Regions from separate parts of the Pan troglodytes genome. Here region 1 is linked to region 2. Evidence: chromatin contacts called from public Hi-C data. All regions are on one chromosome and are shown on one strand. The core of a region is the stretch at or near the end of the contact, and the rest is flanking DNA. Distances in the headings are between cores, read along the strand shown.

Region 1 (3,175 bases), core at 49-2,548, 210 kb before region 2:
CTAAGACTAACTGGACCCAACATGGCACTGGATTTGACCTAGGTTTCTCCTAGGAATTCATTGTATGCTCATTAACATACTCAATCACATGCCCATCGGTACCATAACAGTTACGGGAATACCTGTATTTGGTGTAAAAATGAGTGGCACCAGAGTTCCAAGAAATCTCTACTTTTTTCCAGGAATCTTCATGAATATTCCACCCCTTTGGTGAAAGAAACCCATGAAGATAGAAACCACAAACCCCATTGTAAGACTCTCTCTTGAGTATGCACACTCCCCTTTTTTTGAGTTTTCCCTTTATAATAAATCTCCATGCTTTCCCTGTTTTCTGACTCATCCTTGAATTCCTTCTCATGATGATGTCAACATTCTGGACACTGCTGGGGTCAAGGTCCCACCTGCTTTTGTGGGCCTCCCTCAGCCCACTGGCATCAGAGCCAGGTAAAATGTTTAAAAGCCCTGTGAATGGAGGTTCCCAGAGAACTTCCCGATAAGTCAAAGAATGACCACGATCTGAGAACGGTGTTTTGAGAGAGCACCAAACCCCTTGTGCCGTCCCCCTCCCCCTCCAGAGGCTGCCAGGCTGTTAGTTTTTAAGGAGACTGCAAAGCTGGGGAGGAGGGTGTATGAGTCCATTCTCACACTGTTATAAAGATACTACCCGAGACTGAGTAATTTATAAAGGAAGGCGGTTTAATTAACTCACAGTTCCACATGGCTAGGGAGGCCTCAGGAAACCCAGTCATGGCAGAAGGGGAAGCAAGGAAGCAGGCACCTTCTTCACATGGTGGCAGGCAAGAGACAGAGTGAGGAGTGAAGGAGGAAGAGCCCCTTATGAAACCATCAGATTTTGTGAGAACTCACTCACTATCATGAGAACAGCATGGGAGACCATCCCCCATGATCCAGTCACCTCCCACCAGCTCTCTCCCTACACACGTGGGGATTATGGTGATTACAATTCAAGATGATATTTGGGTGGGGACACAGCCAAACCGTTGAAACAGCTCCATTGTCTGGAGTAAATACCTGGGGTTCATTGTCTCACGCCAAGAAAAGTAAGGACACAGTCACACACAAGGAGTGGGTTTAGCACTGCAAAGTCTAATAGACAAAGAAGAGGAAAGGGAGAGAAAGATTTCTCATTTTGAGAAAGCAGGTCACCCAAGAGAGGGTTTCCAGGTTTGGGGTGGAACGTGATTGATTTTGTAGAGAGGCTTTAGGAGGCAGTGATCCAGTTACACAGGGCCCAGGGGATTGGTTTGACTAGGTGTGTCATTTACATAGCCTACGGAGAAACTGGCCCTCCCACCCTAATCGTTTATTATGCAAATGTGACTTCTACCTGGCTGTCACCGTGACACCTGCACACGTGGCTTTACCTGGCTGATGCCATGAAACACGCACATATGGTGACAAAGAAAAGGGAGCGGGAATCACCATATTGAATGTACCTGGCTTCCAGATACACCTGCTGGCATTTACATATGCAAGCACCTAGCTTGCATATCTATGCCTGAAGCTTGATTTTTCAGGCTGCTTTCTGTTAGTGAAGAAGTGGTTTGGGGGCTGCTTTTTATTAAAGGAAAATTCCACTGAGAACTCTTTTACCTGCTCTAACTGACTGGAATAATTTCTTAGTAACTCCTGTATTACCATATCAGAGGGGATAGGAATAGCCCAAGTTAAAATTTTCACTCACGTCTGTGTGAAGAGACCACCAAACAGTCTTCGTGTGAGCAATATGGCTGTTTATTTCACCTGGGTGCAGGCGGGCTGAGTCCGAAGAGAGAGTCAGTGAAGGGAGATAGGGGTGGGGCCGTTTTATAGGATTTGGGTAGGTAAAAGAAAATTACAGTCAAAGGGGGGTTGTTCTCTGGCGGGCAGAGTGGGGGTCACAAGGTACTCAGTGGGGGAGCTTTTGAGCCAGGATGAGCCAGGAGAAGGAATTTCACAAGACAATGTCATCAGTTAAGGCAGGAACAGGCCATTTTCACTTCTTTTGTGGAGGAATGTCATCAGTTAAGGCAGGAACTGGCGATCTGGATGTGTACGTGCAGGTACGTGCAGGTCACAGGGGATATGATGGCTTAGCTTGGGCTCAGAGGCCTGACATTCCTGTCTTCTTTATTAATAAGAAAAATAAAATGAAATAGTGGTAAAGTGTTGGGGCGGTGAAAATTTTGGGGGGTGCTATGGAGAGATAATGGGCGATGTTTCTCAGGGCTGCTTCGAGCGGGATTAGGGGCGGCGTGGGAACCTAGAGTGGGAGAGATTAAGCTGAAGGAAGATCATGTGGTAAGGGGTGATATTGTGGGGTTGTTAGAAGAAACACGGCTTAGGAGGAATCCCGGGCTGTGGGCATTCCTTGGCCCAGTGGCCAAATTTCTGGCAGGTGTAGCAAGCTCCTGTGGGAGGAGGTTCTGGAGGAATGCTTGGCTGCTGCGGTTCAGGCATTTGGAAGTTCTTGTGTGCTGGAGATGTGGCTGGGGTTTGTCTCACAGTGGAGGCAAGGAATTGCAACTTTTTTCTATTATTGTACACCTTGAAGGCGAGGTTAATTAAATCCTGTTGTGGGGTTTGAGGGCCGGAAGGAGTTTTATTTAAAGTCGGGAGCGGATTGGGTAATAAAATGTATATTGAGAATAAGATGGCCTTTTGACCTTTTAGGGTCTAGGGCTGTAAAGCATCTCAGGGTTGCTGCCGAATGAGCCATGAACTGGGCTGGGTTTTTTATATTTGATGAAAAAGAGCCTAAACGCTAACTGATTTGGGACAGGTCGGATAAAGAAAAAGGAGCATTAACCTAGACTATGCCTTTAGCTTCAGCCACCTTTTTAAGAAGAAATTGCTGGGCAGGTGGGGGAGGGCTACTCATGGAATGAAACTGTAAACCGGACCAGGTGTGAGGAGGGGAGGTGATAAAAAGATTATAGGGTGGAGGAGCGGAGGCTGAGGAAGAATTGGGACCTAGCTCCACCTGGCCAGGAGCAGCCTGGGGAGGTGGGGAGAGGTCAGATGGGTCTGTAGAAAAGGAAGATTAGAAAGACTCAGCGACGCTTGGGGTTGGGACTGAGGGGATAGGCGGGAGGGAAAGAAGGAAGATTTGGGATGAGTTGCATTGGGCACAGAGACTAGGAAGGGACCGGTGTGTAAAAGAATGCCTGGACGT
Region 2 (3,014 bases), core at 19-2,518:
GATTACCATGACAGGCACTGGGGACCAGTTGTAGTTCAAAGAAACAAGAGATGAGGGCACTACAAAGAGGCAGGGATTAAACAAACAAAAACAGCAACAACAACAACGACAACAACAAAGAATGAAGATTATTCAACCAGAAACGACAATGAGGGTGGGGAGAAGATAGAGGATGAAGACAGCGCAGGGTTGGGAGTAGAAAGACCACATTCTTGTGCTGGATGTCCAAGGATCACCGTGAGGAGAGTGAGGGCGGCTTTGCCCTTTTGATGCTGAGTTAAACTGTAATACAGATTTTCCATGTAAGTACTCCGTCATTTTCAGGTGGCAACCGGATAAACTTCAGGTGCCACCATGAAGCCGACAATCACCAGGAGAGAACAGGACGGGAAGAAGGCTGGGACAGAAGGGTAGTTGCATCTCCGCAAAGGCACAGGTCTAGGAAAGAGGCACCTGGGCTGTCCCCTGGGCTATCTCGTTTCAAAGTCACTTAAGTTTCTGTAGCTTAGAAGCGGCCCTTGCCCTCTGGTATCGGGAGACGGCTTTGCTGCAGACATCGAGGTGCTCGGAATGACCTTGGTGATCAACCTTAACCTGAAATTCCCGGTCCTGCATTGCCCATCTCCCGGGTCACTGCTGCTGACAAGGCTCTTCTACAGTTCTGGGTTATTCTACAGTCTTTCAAGAGGGCTTCCCCTAAATCCTCTCCCTAGGAATGCTTGGAAGGACGGGAGGAGCAGCCTGGAGGCTCCCGTCGTTTACTCGGACACAGTAACAGCCCCTGCCATGGCTGCGCTACCGCGGGAGCTAGGCTCCGCAGCAGAGGGCCCCGGGCTCGCTTCGGGGTGGGGGCGCCCGGGGTGTGCCGCGCCCTCGGGGCCCATGTCCCGGGCGGGTTTCCGGGCCTCGGCAGCGCGCGAGGCGGCGGCGGCGCCGGCTGGCAGGCTAATGATGATGATGCTCTGTGCTCGTAGCCGATGGGAGGCAGCGTGAGCCCGAGAGAGCCCAGAGCAGCCGCTGTGGCAGCGCTGGAGCGCAGCCTCCTCCCGCTCCCATAATGCACAGGGCGGCGGCGGTGGCGGCGGCGGCAGCGGAGGCAGCATCGCGGGCCGCCGAAGTGGCTGCGGCGGCGGCGGCGACCCCTAGGACCCCGGGCAGGTGGAGCGCTCGCGGCTGCTCGCGGCGAGCCCGGGAGTGATGGCGAGGCCCTTGCGGGCGGCCAGCGCCTGAGGCGCCCCGCCCCGCCCCGCCCCGCCCCGCGCGGCCCGCCCCGCCCGGCCCTGCCCTGCCCTGCCCTGCTCCCTGCCGGCGGCTGCGGGCGCTTCCTAGTCCGCTCGGGCGGCCGCCCAGGCGAGGTGCGGCCTCCGCACAGGCGGGGGGCGTAGGCGCGCGGGGCCCGCCATGGCTGCGTCGGAGCTCTACACAAAGGTAAGGCACCCCGCGGCCGGCGTCGAGGACTGGGGCTGTGCGGCCCTCGCCGCCAGCTGTCAGGCTGGGGAGGGGGCGGGAGCGCTGGGCCCAGGCGAGCCCCACCAGCGCCATCCCCTTCAGCGCCTCAGAACCCTCGGCCCTACCAGCCGGTCGCCCGCTGCGGCACCTTCCTCTTTCGGGCGAGATGGTGAAGGCGGCGGAAGGTGGCCCGCCTCGGGGGTCTCCCAGGCCCCTGCCGCGCTGCTCGAGCTGGGGGCAGAGCGGGCTTCGGAGTGGAAAGGGGGCCCATGTGGATTTAGCAGGGCGGGCGTGCCTCCCCTCCTGCTTGGCTTTGGAAAATTCCCGGCGGGTGGGAGATGCTTGCTCCAGTAGATCGGATGGGTTCTCTCGTGGGGACACGCGCTTAAAATAACGTCTTGTGTTGGTATGCAGTGCCGCTTCTACCGCCAGCTAGCCTTTCTGTGAGGTTATTTTGAATCCTGCAAACGGTGGCCGTATCACCTTTAGCTCCCCAGTTTAGCTGCGCTGGGGGTGGCGAGCCCCGGGGAAAGATGCTGCCGGATGAACGCGAGCTGATTCACCGGCTGGGAGGGTCGGTACTCATTTATCGCTGGGAGTTTGCAACCTGCGTGTAATCCCGCAGAGCCTTGTTAGGCTCCATGTCTTTCCCATCCTCTGGGGCAAGCCTTTCCCTTCTGGGTTTGGTTTAAGGGAAGTGGCAGTCTTTTCTTAGACTGACATCAATATACTCAGGGTCTGGCGATCTCTGAATGACATATTATGGAGAACTGTCACTTGAGTGCTGCGCAGATTTGTGATGACCTTTGTGAATATATGTAATCATGGCATTTTATACTATACACTCATGTGTAGGTAGATATTTTGCCAGATATTGATTACTTCTACATGCAGTTAATAGAGTTGCCTTTTCACATTAGCTTTTGCAACACAACTTTCATTTAGGGTCCTGTAATCACTGGAATCATTGTTTCCAAATGTGACTGAAGTCCAGGGCCCAAGTTGCAGTGTGTTTTATAGAGGAAAGAAGACTGGGCATCAAGAGACCTGGATTCAAGCCGGGACTTACTAACTGTGACCTTGGACAAGTCACTTAACATCTCTGGTTCGATTTCCTAATGAGTAAATGCGGTTAATTATACTTGCCTTGCATCCCTTACAAGCTGTTGTGAGAATCAAACTTAATAATCGTTGTGAAAGCTTTTTGTAACCTATGAATTTCTCTGCAAATATGAGATATATGATTAATTTCTTCAACCATGAAATGAGCTTGCATGAAACATTGTCTGAGACCTCTTTCTAGTTTTAGATTTAACGACTGTACAGTTGGAACTTCTCTCTCAACCTGGTAATTTCTTTAGGCATTGTAGATCTCTAACATATGAACGAATGCAATTGGAAACTGATTAAAAGTAACTTAAACACTTAATATGGTGCTTACTATGTGCCAGGTACTGTTTTAAGCGTTTTAAAAATATGAACTCATAATCCTCATAAGGAACTTATGAGGTCGATATTAAGAAATATCAAAATCATTTTCACATGAAGAGATAATCAGTCTGTAA

Evidence for each region. A called contact is a pair of places that touch in the nucleus more often than the background predicts.
Region 1: a contact with region 2 is called in a Hi-C map of induced pluripotent stem cells, with 2.9 times the contacts expected there. The contact joins the enhancer-like site here to the promoter of MYO5A in region 2. A contact is called at or near these places in 1 of 7 Hi-C or Micro-C datasets (induced pluripotent stem cells) and 1 of 1 datasets of contacts at active chromatin or transcription factors (stem cell-derived excitatory neurons).

What each region holds. Positions count from the first base shown.
Region 1 is chr16:44,728,929-44,732,103 of NHGRI_mPanTro3-v2.0_pri, reverse strand. No RefSeq gene overlaps it. Among named protein-coding and RNA genes, the nearest start is that of ATOSA, 32 kb to the right of the region's middle. Within about 2 kb of position 1,298, at least 1 of the 24 cell types and tissues checked has an H3K27ac peak or open chromatin away from gene starts, as enhancers often do. A contact at or near this core is called in induced pluripotent stem cells, where this site is marked.
Region 2 is chr16:44,515,932-44,518,945 of NHGRI_mPanTro3-v2.0_pri, reverse strand. MYO5A (myosin VA) reads left to right here and starts at 1,268. Exons shown (of 40, transcript XM_009429146.5): 1 at 1,268-1,428. The coding sequence starts at 1,402.